Linked DNA regions of Mus musculus: regions 1 and 3 are each linked to region 2. The links are chromatin contacts, called in public promoter capture Hi-C maps. All regions are on one chromosome and are shown on one strand. Each heading gives the region's core, a stretch centred on a gene start, on an enhancer-like site or on the middle of the called end of the contact. The rest is flanking DNA. Distances are from core to core; before and after follow the strand shown. Region 1 holds the start of Emsy (EMSY, BRCA2-interacting transcriptional repressor). Region 2 holds the start of Fam168a (family with sequence similarity 168, member A). Region 3 holds the start of Thap12 (THAP domain containing 12).

Region 1 (4,307 bases), core at 61-2,560, 2.1 Mb after region 2:
TGCAGTGGTTCACAATTTACTTAAAAACTTCTTCTTTTTTCTTGTTTTGGTCTCGGTGTCTCTTGCAGTCCAGTCTGACCCTGCATTCCTCATCTTCTTCCACTTCTACAGTGCTGAGATTATAAATGTAATTCATAATGAACTAGGAAAAGAACTTTCATTCACGTTGTGTATCTTAATATTCCCACAGGGTAGTTTTTCTCGTGTGTCCATCCTAACATCCCTTAGTGCTAGGAATCCGATTCAGGTCTCCAGGTCTTGCACATACTTGACAAGCAATCTGCCATTGAGCTAGATGTCCTCCCAGTGGTTACCCTAGTTTTCACGGGAATCTGCTAACAGAAGGATGCACACTAACAATTCCTCAAGATTTGCACTTTCATTGCATCCGATGCTACCAGAGTTCTTTATTTAGAGGGAGGACACAACAAAATTCGATGGGATTTATAATACTAGAAATTAACTTTGAGTTCTTGGATCAGAGAAACAATATATTGGGTCCCTATCGATCTGTAAAATAGGGGCACAAGGCCTCCACAACATTGTGTGGTTAAGAACAAAGGCTGATGGTGAACCTACCATGTCGTAGTGCCTCAAGTAAGTCCCTTCTTCCCTTTGTCAGATTTTGCACGAGATATCACTACCTCTCCTACTTCGTACATGGCGTAACTCCAAGCTGAGACCGCTCGGATTCCTTTCCTCCACTTGCAACTCCTAACACCGAGAAAGGTGTACGGGCCACTGTGAGGTCTTCTCTCTCCGTAGTGGATAACCTTTCTTGAGTTGTCGTTTGGGTGGCTGGAAGACGCTGATGACTACTCCCAAGCGTCTACGGAACCAGATCTTAATCCTCAACTGGGCATCAGGGACCAAGCTGTGTTCTTTTCATCCCAACCCTCGCTAGAGTGAAAAGGTCGAAGCTCAGCTCCAATTACAGACGCCATCTTGACCGCTACGTGTGACGCCACACGTACAGCCGAAAGAGCAGCTGATTGGCTGGGAAAGACCGGAGGATAGGCGCGCGAAGCTGGAGACTGGAGGGTAATGTAGAAGCCGAAAGGAACTACACTCCCAGACTTCCTTGCGCATGTGACCAGCAAGCAGCAAGAGAAAGAGGAGCGAGGTTGGACTCGGACTACAACTCCCACTAGGACCCGCGTTGTCCGCCCTTTCCTTTCAAAAGGCAGAGGAAAAGGGACAGGAAGAATGGAGGCTTTTGAGTGCTCGTTTCTCAAAAGGCGGGAAAGGCGAACTACACCTCCCGGCGAGCCGCGCGCGCCTGCGCCTGCGCTCTGGTATCTGTCGCCATCTTGCCCCTTCTGAGGCACCGCAAACAAACCTAATTCCTGGTGTCCCCTAGTCTTGGCGGAGGAGCCTTTTAGATGAGCCCCGAAAGGCCGGGCAGGTGGGTGTCTCTCAGGCAGGGTCCTGGGAAAAGCTGGCAGGCTATCCAGGGTAGGGGAGCGCTTGGCCAGGCACGGGGAGCCCGGCTTGGGTCGGTCAGCCCCATCCTCCGTTGTTTCCTAACGGGATCGCGGGGCTCCCTCAAGTGGACTGAGGGCGACTCCGGCATGCCTGGTGATGGGACGCCGGAGGTCGAGGTCTAGGAGCCCCGAGGCGACTCCGGGTTGTCTGACTGTCTGTCCGTGCCCCCGCTTTTTCTCCGTTGTCGTCTCCGCTGAGGAGTGCGCGAGGCGCGGACGCTGGCCAGGGTTCCCAAGACTGGCTGCTGGCCGCGGGGGCGCGGGCTTGACATTGGAACCCGCTCGGAGCCGCGCGGGCGAGGAGCCGGGCGGGCTGCTCTTGTTGTGGTGCTGTGAGCGAGTGCGTGTTTAGAGAGGGGGCGGGGCGGGCTGCCTGCTGACACTTGAGCGGGGGACGGAGTCGGTGCGACCCCGGTGCCGGGAGCACGCTCCGGCTTCTGCTGCCCGGCTTTCCTTTGCTGTGCGGCCCCGCCGTGCGTTTCCCTGGAGGGGATGCTTTGGGATGCCGTGACGTGGTACCCGATTCGGGCGGTCGCCGGCCGCCTCCGAGATTCTACCGGGAGGCGGGGACTGGCTTGGGGAGCGAGCGGATTCCTTTGGCTCTGCCCCTTCCTCCTCTCCACCCCCTTTCTTTATGTCATCCTGCCAGCTGGGGCGCGCCATCCAGTTTGGCTCGCTCAGAGTTGGTTCTGAGCTCAGAGGACTATGGGAAGTAGGGGGAAGGGGGCTCCACTTGAGGCCAAGAGTTGGAGTTAGCAACCCAGAGCCTGGAACGCAGTTGAAGAGTCATATCGGTTTAGTGTTTGACTCTTAGGCTGGCTCATTCATTCATTCTACTCTGCTGCTGACCATCCATTTATCAGTTTAACAGATGTTAAGGAAGATCTACTGAGTTCTCAACCTGTAGTGTAGTTTTGTTTGACCAAGGAATTCACAGTGCGAAATTCTAGGCTTTTAAACTTTTGGTAACTGGTCGAAATGACTCTTTTTTTACTGCCAAAACTTGAGAAAAGAGTTATTGAGTTTCATTTATCCAAATGACATGCTCCACCGTTTGCTTATTTTATCTCCTAACTTATTATTAAGGAAACTGGCAGAGGTCAAATCACTTGTCCAAGGTTGCACAGGTGGTAGAGTCTGTTTGGCAAGTCATATGCCAGCCACTATGACAGAACTTGGCTTGCCCTGTTTTCTAAATAATACTTGAAACAAACTTGGGATTACTTTTTTTTTTTTTTTTTTTAAAATAAAGGCATACAAATTGGGTTCAGAGAGGCCAATTCACAAGGATGAAACAACTAATTATGTTGTAAAGCTGGAACTGGAACCAAGAAGTGTTTGACTTTAAAACCTGTTCTTTCCCCTGTTAGTATGAGCTGGGTCATTGTGCTCTCAAATGGTGTTTTTTTTCCTTTGTCAGGAGCTGGAGTGTGGAGATGAAAATGGTATGAGTTATCTTTTCAATCTTAGTTTGTAGCCAGTCGAAGGCTTTCTATATCCTTGCGTATACATTGGTAATGTGATTTGTTTTTCCTCTGATAGGGAGGACAAGCTCTTTGGGGCTACCAGACAGAAGCAGCAATGCCTGTTGTGTGGCCAACCCTTTTGGATCTCAGCAGGGATGAATGCAAACGGATTCTTCGAAAATTGGGTATGCTTTTTGTTGTTTTTGTTCTAAGCCGGGTTCTCACTCCATAGCCCAGGCTGTCTTCAGAATCATGTCGGTCTCCTTCCTCAGCTTCCCGTGTGATGGGACCACAGGTGTGCTTGGCCGTGCCTGCCCGTTTTATTTTTGATATTTTATATTTCTCTGTGACCTTTTCTTTTTCTGCTTGGTCATGGCTGTTGGTGGCATAGTCCTCAGGACCTAGAATGATTTGTACACGAGATGGAGGAGTTATGACACAAGGAGCCATGACAAATGGGAAGCCTTCTCCTTATACATCTCACATAACACTCAAGCCCCAAAGGTGGATTGCTTTGGTTTGGTTTGGTTTTGGTCCCCTTTTTACATAGGAAGTTTAGACATGAGGCAGTACTCCCATTAAGTCATACAGTCAGTATTTGACTTCTAGCATTGTGCTTCTCAACCTTCCTAATGCTGTGACCCTTTAATACAGTTCCTGACATTGTGGTCACCCCCAACCATAAAATTCTTTTGTTGCTACTTCATAACTGTAGTTTTGCTACTGTTATGAATTTTAATGTAAATATCTGTGTCTTAGGTAGCCGCTGTAAAAGGTCATTTGACCTCTAAAGGAGTTGTGCTCACAGGTTGAGTGGTCACAGGTTGAAAGCTGCTGCTCTACGTAATTTTTTTTTGTGTTTTGCTTATATTGGGATACTACTAACTGAGTATGTGAGAAACATGCCTTTTCTGGATTTTAAGTTAAGTCAAGCTGCCTAGTTTCCCAGTTATTTCTTACTGTAATTGATAAGATACCCATTATATTTAAATTTGACTAATGCTTCTTTTTTACCCCCCTATAGCAGCTCTTTTCAACAAGTATTTAGGGAGAAAAGCAAGCCCTAATGCTAAAGCATATGTTTGTGCAAGGAACTAATGTCATCCCCATGTGTGTAGAGTGGCGTTAGCCACATGCCATTCTTGGGTATATTGGGAAAAAGATTTACTCTCATCATTTGAATCTTTGGTTTCAAATGAATATTCATGAATATGCTGTTTTAGATTATAAGGGCCCTGGTTTATTTATTACTGTGGCCTGAGGCACTGTACTAAATGAAAGAAGTGACAGATAATTTGGAAGGGATCATCAGTGTCTTGGTAATGAATATTAATTAAATAAAAAGCCTCTCATTGTG
Region 2 (3,952 bases), core at 1,272-3,771:
GATCAATTTTATCTCCTTTCCATTTCTCCTCTTTTTTCCCTAGACTACACTCTAATCAACAGCCACGTCAAGTTTAACATATTAGAGTTAATGAAATTAAACCTGAAAACAGTCTTCCTGAAGACATACCCTCCTTACATTCCTCTGAGCCTTCCAACCCCAAGAATAAACTCATCGACAACCTTTACATCAAATTTCTGATGAACAGATGCAGTTATTCTCTTATGCAGTGTGCCTACATCAACAGCATCCTCTTAACAACAAAATATGGTTGCATGTTACACTTTTTATTCACACCTGACAGAATTCTGATCACCTGAATTTCTCTAGAAGAAAATTCAATTTGTAGAAACAGCCCAATTATTTAAAAGCTTATCATGTCAAGAGAATCGAATGAAAAATTCCATCAGTACCAAACCATCTCACCAAAGAATGAATATTTATTACATTTCTATATTTCCTGTCTTCTCTCTGTTTACATAAAGTGATGGTGCCAAGACTCATCTCAGGATTATTAGCCTGCAATACAATGATGGGCCTAATTGCCTTGCAAACCAGGACACCAATAAATGGAGACTTCAAGCAATCAATTTTATTGGGGGGAGGTGGGGCTTGCTAACCTCTTTCTGCATACATGCACCTTGCCTGCCTAGAAAATAAATTCAGTCTTCCTATTTTTCAGTCTCATTAATCAGTTCTCAAGCAAGAATGCACCCTTAACAACCTCAAGTTCATCAAAGTCTATTTAAATTCCAAATTCCGGGACTAGTTTCAGTTTACCAGGGGGAGGGGGAAAGGAGAAAGCAGAGACAGTTTCACCTTCTCCCACCTTTGCTTTGAGAGCCCCCAACTTTCCCTTTTTGACATAGGAACTGCAAGACTCCCCACTCTCCCTTAATTCTACCTTAAATGGCTCTCTCATAACTTTACCCTTGGGGCTGCTATTTCCAGACAATTCCAACGTAAAACAAAAAGGTCAAATTGATAGCATGAGATATCCTCTAGGAGAATCTTTAATGTACCTTCTCTGTCCCCTGTGAAGACCCTTCTAATGGTCTTGTTATTACTGTCTCTCACCCAAGCAGCTGATGTAAATGTTCTAACCCCTAAACCTCTGGTGTGTCTTGGAGGACATCTTAATCCTTCCTTTCCTAAATAAACTGACCCACTCCATCCCCGCTGCCACCTCACCACAGGTAACCAGCTTATCACAGACATTTCTTCTGCAAAACTGGCAGAGAGACATTTTCTTTATGATACCATCCACTAACCTTGCTCGACACCTGCCAGAATTATTTTAGTTGAGTCCAGCTGAGTAGTCTGACATATCCTCTACCTCCAACTTCCGCTCAGGGGAGCCACCTTGTTCCTTCCAGAGACTCTAAACTCATCCTAAATCCTTTTCCACTGAGCCCTCATCCCCAATTTCAATCCCTGTCTTCCTATTTGGGGCCCAACTTACAATTCACTCCCTCCTGTCAGCTTACCTCATCCATCCATCTCCTGTAGTTGGAGGTCTCATCACTACCAGTCCAAATTCAAACCTCCAGCAGCAGCCTACCTCAAGAAAACCCCAAACAATTCCTACCTCTTCTGTTCTCTCCAAGCCCTATTTCCGTAAGTATTCACAAATTCCATCATCCCCAGAAGACAACAGCCCATTTCAAGCTGGGGTCTCAACCCATGCCAAAGCCCTCACCCCCAGCTCCTACCATCTCCATCTTCCTTCCCCAGGTCCACCCCAAGTCCCACCTTCCAAAATTAGCACTCCCTAGAGTCCCATCCAACGTTTATATCCCACTGGCATTGAAATCATCTCCTTAGCCCCCACCCCGCTCTGATCACAAGCTGTCAACTGCTTCAGGCCAACCCCAAATCATCACCTTCATTCAGTCCCATCCCCCATTAAAAGACATCCCACTCCAATCTCACCTTCCACCTCGCCCCAAGACAATCCCAAATTCCACCTCAATACCCTACACACCCCATGCTCCTATCCCTGGTCTGGTTATCCCTCCATGTAAAGTCCTACCCCCTCACCCCCCTCCGCTACCCTCCCTGACCTGCTGCTGTCCCACCCTCACCCCACTCCCAGCCCGCGTACGGACAAGTCTCCCCCACCAGCCCGCCGTTCCATCGCCACCTCGGTCCCCTCCCCCAAGCCGGCGCGGGGGCCCTACAGCCCCCACCCTCGTTCTCCCCGGCGCCACCAGCCCTGGCTCCACGGGAGCGGGCCGGGGGGCGGAGGGGGGGTCTCCTCACCGGCGAGCTGCTGCAGACGAAAACCGCGGCGGCCGCAACTGAAGCGGCGATGCCCTTGTCTTCTCTGGAGGCTACAGCGGCGACGCTCTCGTTCCCTCGTCCGTGTCCAGTAGGGTGGTGGATGGCGCGCAGGGACGGGAGCCTCCTCCTCCTTCTCCTCAGCTACTCAGATCTGAATCCTCTGCAGTAGCCGCGGAGAAACCCGACAGTGGGGGAAGGGGACGCTCGGCTGCAGGCAAGAGAGGAGGAGGCGGAGGGAGGGGGCGGGGGACCGCTGAGAAGGGCGGGGGAGGAGGAGTCGGCGCGCTGTCCCGACACGTCCCACAGCCTCCGAGCTCTTGAACTACAACTCCCGGCATGCTCTGCCACGGCCCTGCGCGGCCTGGTTCTCCCAACCCTGCTCCGGTCCTGGACCGCACCCTCTTGGGTCACAGACAATGGACTCCCACGGGCTTTTGTAAACTCAAAGGCCTCTTGGGAGGGAAGTTGGATATTTCCGCAGCCTCATCTCCATGAAGCAAAACAACCTACACATGCACTCTTTTCCGCCCAAGGGACTACACCTCCCAGCATGCCGCACACAGTTTCCCATTCTCTCCTTCCGGACCCCTCTCAGACCCGGTACTACAGTTCCCAGGAGTGTGGTCCTTGCGAAATGCTGGGACATGCAGTTCTCAGTCCTTCCTCCATGTTAAGAAAAAAAGAAGTGAAAGAGAGAAAAAGGGGAAGGACTATTCCAACCCACTGAGCTTGGGCCTAGATTGGCTACATCACCTGTAATTCTGTACTCTCCTCGCCATCTCCGTTGTCACTGTCTCGCCAGAACTAATGCTGCATCAGCTTCCCTGGCATCCCTGAAAATCAGAGGACAAGTCTGCAACTTAAATCCTCATGTAAAAAGCACATTTGTTTACATTTACATTACTTATAAGTATTTAATCTAAAAAGATTATCAAAAATTTTTGGAAAACAATGCCCACGGTTATTATAGGAGGTTGTTGAATATGAGTTGAGAAGGATGTAGATATTCATCAATAGAGGGCTGATTTAATAAATAGTGATGTATGTATTCAACGTAATGCTAAGCAGCCATTTAAAATGATGGTAAATATCTTTAGACATGAAAGGCTTTTCACAATTTCTTGTCAGAGGGGCAAATTGATAGCAAAAACAGCAAGATTAGACAGGTTCGATTTATTTGAAGTTCGAGGATATAAAAGCGTAAAGATTTCAGTGAAGAGATTCTCCAAAATGTTATCAGTGATTATCTTAAAGAAAGAATTGTTAGGTTTCAGGTTCCTCTTATCTTTTATACTGTCTGAATTGTTTAAGGAAGCACACACCGTTTTTTAAACATAAAAGGTTATTTCATATGCATACACACACACACACACACACACACACACACACACATGCTTGCACGCACACACACAGATACAGCTATAGATATTCCAAATACAACAACCTCTTGATTTCCCACCTACAAACTTTCCTTGGGTCTTGTTTACCTAAACAGTGTTTCAGGACTGTGTGTCTACCTTTCTGTAAATCCCACTATTAAAATAATGGTAGTTGTGTACTGTATTAGTTACTTCTCTGGTTGCTGAGACAAAATACTTGATAAGAGCAATTTAAGGAAGGAAGGAAGGAAGGAAGGAAGGAAGGAAGGAAGGGTTTACTGTAATTTACA
Region 3 (4,231 bases), core at 1,162-3,661, 2.0 Mb after region 2:
GTAAGTTCCAGGACAGCCAGGGTTACATAGAGAAACCATCTTAGGGGGGAAAAAAGAGACAAATATTGATGACAATGTAGAAAAAGAGAAAGCAGCCATATGAAGTTCATTTTCACATGTGGTATGAAGGTATTTCTATTTCCCCCAGTACAGGGGACAGAACCGAGAACCTCATGCATGCTAATCAGGTTCTTTAGTGCTAAACTCCATCCTCTGGCTGAAGACATCTCTGCCTGTCCAAGCCTACCAGGTATCACACTATAAATCAAACTATAATATCTTCCGAACAGACTAATACTCCAATCTTTCTTATGTCAGTAACTGTTTTATGTTAAAAACTTCTGTAACTCTAACACTTTGGGGAGTGGAGACGGAGGATTGCTGGGGTTGGCTGAATCTGGCTACAGGTTCAGTCAGATCCTTCTTAAAGGAGGAATAGAGCAAGACACAGGATGCCCTCTGGCCTCCACATACACACACCCCATACCCACACATAATCTCAGAAGTTAGTCTTGACTCTTTTCTCTTATAAACGACATCCAAATTACTAGTAAATCCTGTTGGCTTCATCTTCAAACCTTATCTAAAGGCATCAATTTCCCTCTTCATCCTCTTCTACTGATCTGGATTATTGCAACAGTCTTCCCTTGGTCTTCCTGCTCATATCTTTACTTCCCTACAACTAACAAGCAGCCAAAAATCCTGTTAAGAACTCTTGCAGCTCTAAACTCTCCCACTTCACTCAGGATAACCACCAGAATATCTTCCATGGACAACAATTTCCTAAACAATTTCCGTCTCCCATATAAACCTCATCAGCAAGCATGCCTTGACTTCACTCTTACTGTTTCCAGATGCTTTTCCAACATATTGCACAGCTCTCCCCTTCCCCAATTCAATTTTTTTTTGTTGTTGTTCAGATTCATTATGGTGAGACTTTTTTCTGTTATGTTTAAAATAGAAACTGTGCCTCCGTTTTTTATACTTTTTTTTTTAAACGGGTTCATGAGACAAGACTCACACTACAGCCCTAACTGGCCTGGAACTTACTCTAACCCAGGCCTGCTTCAAATCTCAATTCTCCCTGCCTCCTCAGCGCTGGGATAACAGACAATGTCCACTGCTCAGCTCCCTGGCTATGCTTTTTTCTTTAATCTGCTCTGGTATATGCACGAGCGTTTTGCACTTTGAGCATACCTGGTACACAGGAAGGCCAGAAGAGGTTGTGTAATCCCCTGGAACTGAAGTCACCTAATGTGGGTATAGAACCCAGGCCTTCTGCGAGTATAAGTGCTCTTCAGCATTGAGCTATCTTTCCACCTGTTCCCTAGCTAAAAGCCCTTCCAACCCCTGCTGTATTTTTCTTCAGGATATTTTTCATTATTGGACACGGTATTATAAATATTTTACTTGCCAATTTCCCAAGACTTGAATGTAACCTCTGAGAAGAGGGATTTTCATTGGTTCATGTTACCCACTCTCATACTCTGACCAATTTCTACCAACTGTCGGCTTTCAATAAATATTTGCTCAATTAATATCATGCTATATTCAGCGCTCGTTGATAGATCTGCTCTCTCTCTCTGTGGATTAGGTGCTTTCTGCCGTCCGTGACAAAATTCACTCGAGTCTCCAGCACCTGACATGAGTACTTCAAACATGGTTAAGCACTGATTTTTAAACGAATGAGCCAACAGGAGAGCTCTGAGAACTACCTGCAGTCTATCACACTAAGTCCCTATGATTCTCAGACTACGTCCCAGATTATAAACTACCCCAAGGAAAAGTGAAGTTGCAATACCATATTCCCACGCCCTCACACTTGTCCTCTGTGGTCCCAACAACCAAGGGAGACAATGAGTAACGGTCGGCATTTGAACACTGGGTTGACAAGTCCGAAGGAGGCAGTTGTGACCTGATTTAAGATCAAAGAAAGCGGCTCGCCTCCAAACAGAAACACTGTCCTAGAAGAGACCAGTGACGCGGGGGAAGGCAGGGCCCCTGGGAACACAGCCCTGGAGAAGGGTTACTTCTTTGACAGCTAAGGAACCGCGTCGGACCACCAAAGGCGCTAAGCGCCCACTTCATCCGCCTTCGCGCCCCCGGGTGGCACCCACTGGGCCGGGTGCCCGCGAGCGCACGTGCGCGCAAGTCCCTGAAGCTTCCGCGCCCCACTCACCTGGCCGGGTCCCGCGGGAACCTGAAGAAGGCCAGGTCAGACTGCGTGCTCTTCCGTGTGCAGTTGGGGGCAGCGCAGAAGTTCGGCATGGTCGTCCGGCCGCCGGCCGGTCCAGCCCTCCCCTCCCCGCCTCGTCAGGGCAGCGCGGCCGCCCCGCGGGGCCGGGGAGGGGAGCTGGGCCGGCCGGCCGGCTCCGCAAGGCCGCGCGCGGAGGAGGGGCTGGCGCGCGAAGCCGCGAGGGGCAGGAGGGGCGCGCGGGCCGAGGCTGGGCTGGGGCCGCGGCTCCACAGTGCTGTGTGCGGCCGGGAGGATTTACCGCCGCCGCCGCCGCTGCTGCACCTCCAGCCCGCCCGGGACGCTACCGCCTCCTTCCCACAATGCACCCTGGCGCTGGAGGGTGCCCTCTCTTCCCTCAGCTATCCGCCCCCGCCCTCTTCGCAGGCGACCGTCCCTGCGGGCGGGCATGCGCACTCGAGAGGGTCGGGCCAGCTGCGTAGTCTCAATGCACATGCGCACAACCCAACCCGCGCAAGGAAGGAATTGCGCATGCGCTGTAGTCTCCCCGGGACTGGCGAGCGCAACCCCGGGTTATTCGGGTAGGTTTGCTGTGTGCGGGTTCCTGCAGATCCAGGGCAAGCTAGAACGTTACTTCACGGCTGCGTCTGCCCGGCTTGTGTAAAAGTTGTCACGGTTCATGCGTCCATTGCGTGAGTCACCGTAGACTCTTAAAGGCAACAGATTCGGGATGACCCTTGCGATTGCTTTGAAACAACTCGCGGGTTGAACGCAAACATGAGTTGTAGAGGATTTAATTTTTAACCCGTTTTGCCTTCCGGTTACTCTGTGACCGAATTAGTGCTAGATTGCTAGCCGCACACCTTGACTAGACGCTAGGGTAAAAGCTCAGAAAAGCAGTAACTTCCTTGGTGGTTTCCAGAGAGGCAGGAATAGTGCAATGATTAGGCCAGCAGCACCCTAGAGATTTTTACCTCAGGCTTCTCACAGTCCTGGCCTGATAACGTTCCTGTATGGTTTTGTTTCAAAATGAGTGGCCGCTATTTAGAACAAAGTATCAAATTTTGCGTAAAATCGAACACGTCTGCAAGTAAGACCCACCACTTTTGAAAGAAGCGTATGGGGGTGAAGTGGTGTCGAGGGCTTGAGTATTTGACTGGCACAAAAGGTTTAAAGAAGGGTGGGAAAATGTCTGAGATGATCCATGAAGTAGTCGTCCAGTCACCCACAGAACGGATGCAAATATCCAAAAGGTCACGGACTTTGTGTGAACAAGCAGTTAACAGTGAGAAGGATGGCTGAAGAAATTACATTTAGAGAAAGAAACCATTAGATTCATTCTGAAAGGAAACCTGAACACGAGAAAAACGTCTGTCAAAGCTATAGCAAGTATTTTGAAGGATCAGCCTGAACTTGGGGAAATTTGAGTGTCCATCTGGTCATTCAAAGGAAATTAAGAACGCTAGTTTATAGGTGAGGGAAAAGAGGACAAGTTCTGAGATGTGGAGTTAGCTGCAGCAGAGTGCTGATGAGGAAATGGCTCTGCCTGTGTAGAATCCCAGAAGTCGGGCCCCTGCCAGCCACCTTCTGCAGGGAGCATGCTCAGAGAGTAGGAGATCTGACGACTGCTACGGTATCAGACATGGAGATGCAGCGTTTGGAGTTTGCCCAGCTGGTTTCCTGTCTTGCTATTGGGATTACAATAAAGTGATTGGATGAATCTCAGAAGAGACTTTGAACTTTTTTTTAAAAGATTTTATTTATTTATTTTATGTATATGAGTACGCTGTAGCTGTCTTCAGACACACCAGAAGAGGGCATTGGATCCCATTACAGATGGTTGTGAGCCACCATGTGGTTGCTGGGAATTGAACTCAGGACCTCTGGAAGAGCAGTCAGATCTAACCATTGAGCCATCTCTCCAGCAACTCTGAACTTTTAACATTGTTGAGCTGCTATAGACTGGGGACTCTGGAAATTAGACTAAATGTATTTTGTATTATGCTATGTTTAGCTGTGGCCCTTATAGCCTCATAT

The links. Promoter capture Hi-C pulls out the DNA fragments that hold promoters and counts their contacts.
Region 1: a contact with region 2 is called in a promoter capture Hi-C map of liver, with 2.8 times the contacts expected there. The contact joins the promoter of Emsy here to the promoter of Fam168a in region 2. A contact is called at or near these places in 4 of 39 promoter capture datasets (cranial neural crest, liver and pre-B cells).
Region 3: a promoter capture Hi-C map of liver shows a contact between it and region 2, with 12 times the contacts expected there. The contact joins the promoter of Thap12 here to the promoter of Fam168a in region 2. A contact is called at or near these places in 2 of 39 promoter capture datasets (both in liver).

What each region holds. Positions count from the first base shown.
Region 1 is chr7:98,653,572-98,657,878 of GRCm38.p6, reverse strand. It overlaps Emsy (EMSY, BRCA2-interacting transcriptional repressor), which reads left to right and starts at 1,310. Exons shown (of 20, transcript NM_172280.2): 1 at 1,310-1,405; 2 at 3,027-3,135. The coding sequence starts at 3,066.
Region 2 is chr7:100,705,204-100,709,155 of GRCm38.p6, reverse strand. It overlaps Fam168a (family with sequence similarity 168, member A), which reads right to left and starts at 2,521. Exons shown (of 9, transcript NM_001362169.1): 1 at 2,263-2,521.
Region 3 is chr7:98,701,427-98,705,657 of GRCm38.p6, reverse strand. It overlaps Thap12 (THAP domain containing 12), which reads right to left and starts at 2,411. Exons shown (of 5, transcript NM_028410.2): 1 at 2,180-2,411. The coding sequence starts at 2,268. Gm15506 (predicted gene 15506) reads left to right here and starts at 2,730. Exons shown (of 1, transcript NR_144495.1): 1 at 2,730-4,231. It also overlaps the pseudogene LOC108167485.